Regions from separate parts of the Mus musculus genome. Here region 2 is linked to region 1. Evidence: chromatin contacts called from public Hi-C data. All regions are on one chromosome and are shown on one strand. The core of a region is the stretch at or near the end of the contact, and the rest is flanking DNA. Distances in the headings are between cores, read along the strand shown.

The links. Hi-C and Micro-C count contacts between places; a contact is called where the count stands out from the background.
Region 2: a Hi-C map of bone marrow-derived macrophages shows a contact between it and region 1, with 26 read pairs. The contact joins two enhancer-like sites. A contact is called at or near these places in 3 of 15 datasets of contacts at CTCF or cohesin (the NIH/3T3 cell line and large pre-B cells), 5 of 484 Hi-C or Micro-C datasets (bone marrow-derived macrophages, cortical neurons, liver and 2 more), 1 of 115 datasets of contacts at active chromatin or transcription factors (pancreatic cancer cells) and 1 of 9 other capture datasets (embryonic stem cells).

Annotation. Positions count from the first base shown.
Region 1 is chr8:68,090,685-68,095,991 of GRCm38.p6, forward strand. It overlaps a transcript of Psd3 not described here. Among named protein-coding and RNA genes, the nearest start is that of Psd3, 120 kb to the left of the region's middle. Within about 2 kb of position 2,212, at least 26 of the 459 cell types and tissues checked have an H3K27ac peak or open chromatin away from gene starts, as enhancers often do. A contact at or near this core is called in bone marrow-derived macrophages, where this site is marked.
Region 2 is chr8:68,229,700-68,234,885 of GRCm38.p6, forward strand. No RefSeq gene overlaps it. Among named protein-coding and RNA genes, the nearest start is that of Sh2d4a, 44 kb to the right of the region's middle. Within about 2 kb of position 3,517, at least 12 of the 459 cell types and tissues checked have an H3K27ac peak or open chromatin away from gene starts, as enhancers often do. A contact at or near this core is called in bone marrow-derived macrophages, where this site is marked.

The DNA.
Region 1 (5,307 bases), core at 962-3,461:
TATATATAGCTATATATCAGAAAAATTTTGTAGTAGAAACTCTGGCATACAGCATCTCCTCTTCTTTCATGTTTATGTTGTTTGTACCTGTAAGTAGAGACTGCACTATGTCTAGCTCTGCTGGGCGTGAGTGAAGCAGATAACTGTTATTTCTTGACAGAGGTAGTAAAACGCTTCTCCATGTGCCTCTAGATTGATTGTTCTCTACTTTACTTGATTTGCATGAAGAGGTCATAGCTTTTTTGATATGTTAATCTACTAAGACTCAAAGCGTGATAAATAACTGAGGAATAGCTTAGACTTCTCTGACTGAAGAGCTGCACATCTGTAGCGAGACCCATCTACTGCCTACACGCCCTGAAGGCTTTTCCACTTACTGATGTCACTGGCCTGGGGTTAAAAAGATTAATCTATGTTTTTCAGTCACAAGTTATGAGAAAAGTTCACAAGGTGTAGAAAGGGCAAGTGTAGAAAGGGCACTGACAATGCCAAGTTACAAAACTTAGACCAGGACTTTGAAATCCCAGAGGCAATGGAATCCAGACCTCATTCTGTGACCTGTGGCCACAGAGATTTAATCTTCACAGTGCTTCCTTTTCCTGTATTCAAATTACACTCAGATTAACTAGAAAACTGGTCTACCAAACAAAGGCCCACACAGGACTCAGGGTAATTCAGCATTTAGCTGTGCTGATCTGTAGGAAAACACAGCCTCCAAGTTATCTGCTTGTAACCATGTTACTACACGCCATATTAAGAATACATTGTTCTGTAATGTCATCCTCATTATCTTGAAAACCTGTACATTTTGGTTTGAGGTCTTTGATGGCTGTGCCCTTTGTTGCTATTTGTTGAGTAGTTAGCCTCATTTAAAAGGAATCATTTTCAACAATGTCTTAGGATAACTCCCTTCCCTTATATCGTTTATTCAACCATAGGTAGTTGAAAAACAACGACTCAATATAAACACATAAAACTCAGGAACTCCAAAGGCAACCTGTCACAGTCTCTAGAGAATCCGTTGTGTCCCATCTTTCCAAATGATCCCCACTCTTCTATGTCTTTTACATCTTCTATATCCACTGAGTCAGCCTGAATCTGGACACCCAAATATCTGGAGTCAATCTAGAATGTTTCTAGAAACTGTGTCCCTTAGTGGGAGAGAAGTCACAAATTTGGCCTGTCACATAATTACAAGGTAAAGAATAGAAAATTCCATATGGGGATTTAAAATTTTCTTTCTTGATTTGTTCCTTCACCCAGTTTTGATTCTGTAGTGTGTTGTTCAGCTTTGATAAGTTTTTGTACCCTCTGTCATCTCTATTGTTATTGATACCATCTTTATTTCTTGGTGGTTAGATTGAATGCATGATATGATTTCAATTTTTCTATATTGAGCCTTGTTTTGTGTTCTCATATGTAATCTATTTAGGAGAAAGTCCCCTGGTCTACTGACACATAGGCATGTTCTTTAGTGTTTGGATAGATTATTCTATGGATATCTATTAAATCTATTCAATTTACGATGTCATTTAAAAAAAAATTCCATATGGGCAGTGTAATGAGAATGGAGAAACGTAGGGGTAAACCAAGTTATGTCTAAATTTGTTTTCCAGACTCAGCAGGCAGTGAGCACCTCATTCAGGTTCCAGAGTATATTTTGTGTTTGTACCACTTTCTCATTATCAGACTATCTCCTTCACTTGCTGATTCTGGCCGTGTCTGGTTTCTATATTCTGATGCTAAATAGACGCTGATAATCCCTGTGGTCAAAATATGCCTGAATAATCCTTATTATCCTCTTCCTTAATTACTTGGCTTCAAAATAATTGAACAAAGATAAAAATAAAAGCTAAAACAAACAAACAAACAAACAAAATCAAGGGATTAACTGGACAAAGCTCTGCACAACAAGATTAAGTAGAAGCTAAATGTGCCTTGGCCATGACCTTGGCTTGTACATAGGAAAATAGGATATCCCAGATGGCTGGGACATTTCATCCTGGTATGGAGGGCCCGCCTGCCTCGGAACCCTTTTCTCTAGAGTGTTCTGAAGACCTCCCACTGCTGCCTGATCTTACTCCCTTATAAAACTGTCTCTTGGATCGTCTCTGGACTCTGCAGCTCCAACGCTCACCTCTGTTCCTACTGGCATGGGAAGTGTGACAGACTTGTTTCACTTCCTTTAAACACCCTTCGACCTACTGCTTCATTTCTCTACTATGAACCACGGCCAGCTTTTTCACAGTCTCCACACTGTCCCATCTGAACAGCACTAGATACAACTCATCTTTCAAAAACAAACACACAGGCAAGCAAACAAACACTGCAGTGACTCTGGTAACATTCTGTTTCTCATACAGGACTCAGGATTATTGGGTCTCAGGTAGTGCACGTATCCAGAAATGTACTCAAACTAGACTACAGAAGAATTTCTAGTGGTTAGATTAAAAACAGCATTCCAGCCGGGCGTGGTGGTACACGACTTTAATCCCAGCACTTGGGAGACAGAGGCAGGCGGATTTCTGAGTTCGAGGCCAGCCTGGTCTACAGAGTGAGTTCCAGGCTACACAGAAAAACCCTGTCTCGAAAAAACAAAAAAACAAAAACAAAAAACAGCATTCCTCAGAAGTGTGTAAAATAGGTTTTTACCTCACCCTGAAAGGAGCTTTTTCTCTTGCCTCTGGTAGAAAGGACATATATGGGTTTCCATGGACATGTGTGCCTACTAGCATATCCCTCAGTCTCCACTCACAAGTGCCTATCATACATTTCAAACGCCCCATGGAATTGCCCTGGCCCTTCTGCTGCTTCTGCACCAAAACTCCCAGGCTGCTCAACCTCACAGGCCTCTCTCTCCATAGCTACTCATCCTCCTTATAATCTACATATTTTTCCCATCATTTTTCTCTCAAATAGGCATATGCATGTCCAGTCTGTTTCTCTTTCTCTTTTGAGATACTGTCTCTTTGGAAATGTCAGATAACTCTAGATATTTTCTCTCTCTCTTATTCACAATAAAACCCTTCCTCCTAATGGAGTGACTATTTTAATGGTTTCTTTTCTCCAACCTCTCACATATAAGCACTGATATTCAGTCAGCTGGTCTCTACCAGTTGTTATAATATAGTCATGCATTGCTCAGCCATGGGGATACATTCTGAGAAATGCGTTACTAGGTGATTCCTCCATTGTGAGACTATTATAGATGTGTCACTTGACATGGCCTCTTGATACAATCACAAGTTATATGAGGTTGTTGCTAGTATTATATGATAAAATATTTTATAATAAAGTTTTCTGTATAAGTGCAAGGAATACTATTTAAAGTAATAACAGTACACTGGCAAGGTGATAGCAATAATCTATCATTATCAAGTATTAGGTACCATGTTAATGGTATGTGATAAACATTTAATCAGTACAGTAAGTGCATTTAGTTTACAGCAGCCTGATTATGAACACATAGCAATGTACTGGACTAAATAACTGCTGTGGCGAAGTTATCACCCAGTACATGGCTAGACTGTAGTACCTCATGCTACATCAACAGCTACTATTTCAAGCCACCATTATCCTAGCCTTCTTACTGTCCTGGTTTCTCCTCCAACTCTGCTAAATATTTGTCAACCACCAAGTGGAAGGAATAATATCTGATTTACTCATTTATAGGAGAGGTGCACTGGCATGTGCCCTGATTGGCCAATGTCTGTGCCCAATCCTTGTAAGCTTAGATTTCTCTGTTGCCTGTATTCTAGATGTCTTATGGGCCATGTGTTTTATCCTGAACTTGTCCACTAGTCCTTCTATACTCTCTTCTTGAGAAATGTTTTAGGAATTTAAATATTTTCAATATGCTAGTAATTTCCAAGTTTTAATCTCTATGCTAATTTTATTCCAGAGCTCAAGACTCCATAGCCCCAGTCTTATTGATTGGCACAACATTTTTGAAGCCTCAAATGATGCTGGACATCATGGGTAATAATAGTATATGTATTATTTGCTTTGCACATATACAACTACAGTAAACTTTGAATAGTAAGCTGACAATAAGAACAACAATCAACACAGCAGAACAATGGCAAAAATACACCATAATAAAAGTTGTTTAAAATGTATTAATTGCTTACTTTCTAGAATTTTCCATTTGAGACTTTGGCCTGTGGTTGATTATTGTTAACTTGAACTACAAAAAGTAAAACTGAGGATAAGGAGTGGGGGAGGTGTCTATTTTAAAAATTAATATCCCTTAACGTCTTGGATATTTTATAGATACCTCAAACCTTACACATCCTCATTGATCTCTTAAATAAACCTTTGTTCCATTGCAACATCAGCTTGTCTCTGTGTAGCCTTTCCCACAGCCCAGTGCTTTCGTCTTCACTAAATTCACATTCCAGGGTCCATGTTCTCTCAGTTCTGTCTCCAGAATACGTTTTACTCTACTCTCTTGTCTACCCTTTTCTGAACTGACAGTTCCCCCTTACTGCTTCCTGTTTTCATCCGTGCTTATACCTACTCTTATCTATGCAGAGATTAGGGGAACCTAAAAATATCATCTTATGATAGCATCCAACTGTCCAAAACTGTTTAATGATTCCCCATGGCACTTGGAATAAATTACACACATAAATAGGACCCTGTGAGCTACTTCCTGTTTTTGTTCTGGGATTCTCATCATGATGGCCTTTTAACTCCTAAATTCAGCAAGGCCTTTCCAACTTCAGAAACTGTGCCTCAAAGATAGTCTTCTTTTCTATAATTTTAATGACATTCTTCTGGACTTAGCACAAATATTACCACTTTGGAGAGGTCTTTTCTGGAATACAATACAACTTAAATCACCCACTCAATTTTCTCCTGTTAGATTTTCTTTACATTTGTGTACACCTGTGGACGGGGTAGGGCTACACATCTGGCACAGCACTCACGTGGAGTCAAAGGACCATCTGTGGGAATTGATTCTCTTCTTCTGTCCTGTGGTTTAGAAGATTAAACTCAGGTCATCAAGCTTGGTGGTAAAATGAGCTTTTTTGGAGGCCCCTCTCCTATAGCTATTTGCTCTCCAACTTTATAATACTTTCCTCAATTTGTAAGTTTGCTTGTTTTATGTTTTGTCTTCTTCCACAGAACATAAGCTACAGGTGGAAAGAACTGTATCTCTTTTAGTAGCCCTTATATACCAAAGACATTTTCCTACAAGAAAGAGCAGAAACTCTACTAGGATTACCAGCTGGTGGGATTAACTCTTCATCCCATTGAAAAATGTGTCTCATGGTTGTTTCTGTTTTCTACAGAAAAGAGCTT
Region 2 (5,186 bases), core at 2,267-4,766, 140 kb after region 1:
TGTATACTTATATTGTACATTGTATATTGTATAATTAATCAAACAAAAGAGATATGAGGGAAAAGTTTGAAGTAAGATAATTTTCAGGTAATGTACTACAGCGTGTTGATATATACAGAACATTTTAGCAATAAAGATGGACATAAAAAGAAACAGTGTCTTCTCTATGGCAGTTGACTCAGTCCCTAGTGGATGGTAGCTTCCCCAAGCAGTATGGGCTTTCCGCAACCAGCTGTTTCCCCAGTTCATACAGGCTGTCCTAGCCTTATTGCATGCTGCCTAGTAACACTGACACGTACCACTGGCTCCTGCAAGTCTTGCTTCTTCATCAAGAAATGAAGGGATCAAGATGCATAGTTTGTCTTATGCCTTGTAAAAAGTAATTTTTGTATTGGTTTCAGAAAGTAGACACTGGTTACTAAGTATAACTTAACTGTAATTTAAAAGGGGAGAAAAGAGAGGATCCATTATGCGTCTTTCTTTTCATGCACATGTGTGCGAACAGTTCCAACAACCCAGACAGGCAACCTAAATCTTCTGTACAGCAAAATCATCTGCAAGCACATATTAAATATGCATATTTGGGGCTGGAGATATGGCTCAGCTGATAAAATGCCTCCTGTACAAGCATAAGGTCCTGAGTCAGAATCCTCACATAAGAAGTGGGCCATAGGGTGAACACTTTCAAGCCCAGTGCTGGGAAGGAAGAGGAGTCAGCAGACTCCATAGAGCTTGCTGGGCAGCCATTCTAGCCAATCAGCGAGCTCCAGGTTCAGTGAGAGACCACCTGAAAAATAAGGTGGAGAGGAATTGAAAAATAAACCAGTATCAACATCTGGTTTCCACATGCATGTGTACCTAAGTGTACACATACTCACACGTACATGTATACACATGCATATATGCATACATGCACAGTGCAGGTTTATATGAAAACTACAGTCCCATGGTTTTATGAAAAGAGTCATTGAGAATTCAGATGGGCATAAGCTAAGCTTTAATATCAAGAAATGTGGTCTCTGGTACTGCTCAAGGGCTCACATTATGTCACTCTAGACTATTTCATATGTAGATCATAAGAGGTTTTCTCTCTCTTAAAGGCTATGGAGGTGTCAGGTAGAGCAGAGAGCAGAAGGGCAGAAGGATACCCAGGAGCTTGCAGTTTTACAGTATTCACTGAGGATGGGCCACTGTATTTTCATACATATCAACTAGGTGGTGCCTTGAGAATGCTTGTGCAGGCTGTTCAGAGAGTCCACGTCTTTCCAGAAAGTTTTTATTCTGTTCTCTTCTTTTAATATAAATCAACTCAATCATTAATGTTCATGTATTATTATCCTTGCACAGTGAGCATATTTCACTAATTATTCCTTTGTAGTATCTCTGATACCTAAATCATTACAAAACTGGTGACCTGAATGAAAAATATCCCAAGACACATTTGCCACTTCTTAAAAAATGAAGAGAGTCGGTGTCCTAAGACAGACCAACCTTAGAGAGAGAACCATGCAATGACATCACGAAGTTATAATTGGCAGTGAGGAAGGCAAGGGTCTCAGTGATGGTAATGTCTCTCCATGCAACATAGCCATGCTTTGTAGGGGTGGTTCTGATGCTACGGTCCTGTTCCCCAACTGGTTCTTGATCCATCAATGAACATGCTAGCAGCCAATGAGCTGGGCAATATAGATAGGACTTCTGGGTTCTCACAGGCAAGCTAGTAGATGCAGGAGAAAGAGGAGATTTTTCACTATGCTTTGGAGGGAAAAATGGTGACCAAGCCATGTGAGATCTCAGGAGGAGTGGGCATAGGCCATTTCCCCAGGCAGGAGATTAGAAACACAACTAAAGCTGAGGGCAGTTTTGGGTCAAGGAGAAGGTAACTGAGCAACTAAAGTTTGGGGCAGATTGAGGGTTCTGAGTTAAGAGTATTGGCAAGGGCATGCTAGCATAAGCAGGTTGAAAATTGAGTTAATATGTGTATGTGTTTCATCCACGGATCCGAGGGAATCTGGCTGGGGCTGGTAGCGTGGTCTACCTGGAGCTTAAAGCTGGGTAGCAAAAACTACATGCCATACTGCTTCAGTAGGGAGGAGATGTAGGGGACATGGACATCTAATCCGAGCTGAAATATGGGCTCTCCAGCTGAACCCATTGTACAGATGAGCATAACGCTCCAGGAATGTGACAACACATATCAATATGATCTACTCCTTCCATCAAATCACATAAACCAAAAGACAAAGAACAATTAGGAGAACCTGATGGCAAGGCCTCAGATAGTATGAGCAGCCAATAGAACTCCCCATGGAGACTAAGAAGCAGACTGTCAGATCCTCCCCAGATCTACCCAATCAGAATATTCCAGAATGAAATTGTCTTCGTTGGGATTTTATTGCTGTGAAGAGACACTGTAGGAATAATCTCTGTGTACAGTGTGGAAGCATTACCTGTCAACAAAAATCTGATGGCTAATAAGCTGAGGCAGGATTAGAAAGTGGGACAAACAGCAGAGAGAGGAGGGAACTCTGGGAGATAGGCATGGGAAAAGATTCCCCACTCAAACTTGGAGGAAATCAGACATATAAAACTGAGGCGAGGTAACTATCCATGTGGCAGCATAGAATAGAATAACAGGTTAATATAAGGTACGAGCTAGTCTGGCAACAAGCCTAGTTTAGGGCCTAGGCATTTATTAACAACAATAAGCCACTGAGTTGTTATTTGGGAACTGGAGTACGGATGAAAAAGTCTGTGACTACAAGACACTATGACCATGGCAAGTCTTATAAAGGAAAAGATTAAATTGAGCCTAGTTTACAGTTTCGGAGTCCATTATCATCATGGCGGGAAACATGGCAGAGTGTCCAGGCATGGTGCTGGAGATGGAGTTGAGAGCTCTACATCTGAAGCCACAGAGAATAAGCGTTGCACTGGCCAAAGACCTCAAAACTCGCACCCACAGTGACACACTTCCTTCATAAAGCCCGCACTTACTCCAACAAGGCCACATCTCCTAATAGTGCTCGCTCTCTATGGGCCAAGCATTCAAACACAGGAGTCTATGGGGGCCAAACCTGCTCAAACCACTATAGGAATCAAGAGATTTTTCTAATACAAGCTCTCAAGGCGATTCTGAACAATGCTTTGTGCTACTGACCATGGGCCACTGTGCTACCCTAAATTCTATTTGTATTTAAATTGAGCGGCATACTCCCCACCCCCAGATTAGCACCTGTATTAACACCGCATATCTGAAAGAGAGATCAGTCTTCACTGAGAGTGCCAATCTTGCAAACAGTCTTAGCTAATCCAATCGTTATTTCTCCAGGATTCTCAATCAATATCCTGAATGGCCTGATTATCAGTTGAGTTTGTAGAAAGGCTTACAGGGTTCTTTGAATAAAGTTAGCTTTGTCCCTGAGAGGAGACAGAAAGTTCCTTTCTGATCCTCCAGGACAGCGAGGACTTGTTTTTACAGCCAGTGGCTGCAGAAGCCTACAGCGCCGCCTGCTGGAAGAACTCTTTATTTAATGTATCTTAAGCAAATTGAATGTGGTGAACGCTAAATACAGTAAACTGACCCCCTCCTCCAAAAAACGGAAAGTCATCGTCCTCTTGATTTGTGCTAACATATTGTAGATAAGTAGAGAACATTCTTCTATGGCAGATTATGCTAAAGAGGAATAAGGAATAAAGAGATGGAAAGAAGAAAATAGAGTGAGGTGAAGACATGGTTTCGAGGGCAGGATCGATTGCGAAGAATGTAGCTGCTTTCCACCTGGGAAAGCCAATCTTGTAGCAAGACAGAAGCCTCACAAAAATCATAAGTAGAGATCCTCAGTGGTTTAGTGTTCAAATTTCAGATTCTGTGAGTGTAGACAAATGCTAGTCTGAGGCCCCAGGCCATCAGACACATTCCTCAGCAGTACCACCCGCAACAGTGAGGATTTTACATTGATGATCCTGTGTGTAGGTGTGGGGATGTGCACCCTGAACCACTGAGCCATCTTTCAAGTCCCTATCCCCTCTCTATCACTTTTAAAACAAAACAAAAAGAACAAAGCAAAACAGAAAAAATAAAAACAATCAAACAAAACAAGAAACAAAAACAAGTAAACAAACACAAAAACTGAAAAGTTATTAATAGGATAATTATGGAATTGAAGGACTGTCTTTTTATATTTATATTCTCTATGGTATCTCCTTTTCAACATATTTAATTAATTAGTTTACTTTATAGACACTCTCACTATGAAGTCCATGCTGGGCTAGAACTCATTATGTAATGCAGATAGATGCAATCATTCCATCCTCCTGTTTCAGCCTCTTTGTTGCTAGGATGGCAGGGTTGGCCACTATGCCCAGTTCAAATCCATTGCTTACGTCCAAATACAAATGTTTATTGCTACCACTAATGGGATCAATAAAATCCTGTGCCTCTAGCACATGAAAAACCACACTAAACCATCACTGCACACTTACCCCCTGAGCAGAGGCAAAGAGCTTTGTGCCACTGTGGTTAAAAGGCAGCAATGTCAGTTGAAACCCAAATGCTAGTTAACTTTGAATTTTAAGTAAGTAATATTTTTTAAAATATGTTTCAGATAAGTGTGAGGCATTTATACTGGAAAGTAATCACATCTACTTAGAAATTCATATTTAAATGGACTTTCATTCTATATTCTCCCCCTCCCACTATCGTAGCTGCTTCTTCCTCTTCCCCTCCCCTTCCCCCTCCTCCTTCTTCCCTTCCTCCTCCTTCTCTTCTTCCTCTCCTTCCTTCTTCTTGAAGACAGCGGTTTTCTGTGTAGCCTTGGCTGTTCTCGAACTTGCTCTACAGACCAGGCTAACAAAGAACTCAGAGACCCACCTGCCTCTGCCTCTCGAGTGCTAGCTAGGCTTAAAGGCATGCAGCACCATCACCAAGCTCTCCCTTTGTATTTTCATTTAGTAAACTTGGCAGTGGTAGTTAGGACGTGTAGGAATTAATTTTTATGCAGAATTCAAGATTTCTCAAAGAAAATCTTTAACACTTAAGTTATGCTTAGTTATATAAAAACAACTATAAGTAAATTAATGAAAATAAAATATAAAACTCGTATAAAATAAATACTTGATATTTAATGAAATCGAATAAATATTTAAGAAAAATGTTCCTAATTGAAACTTTCATGTACATTTAA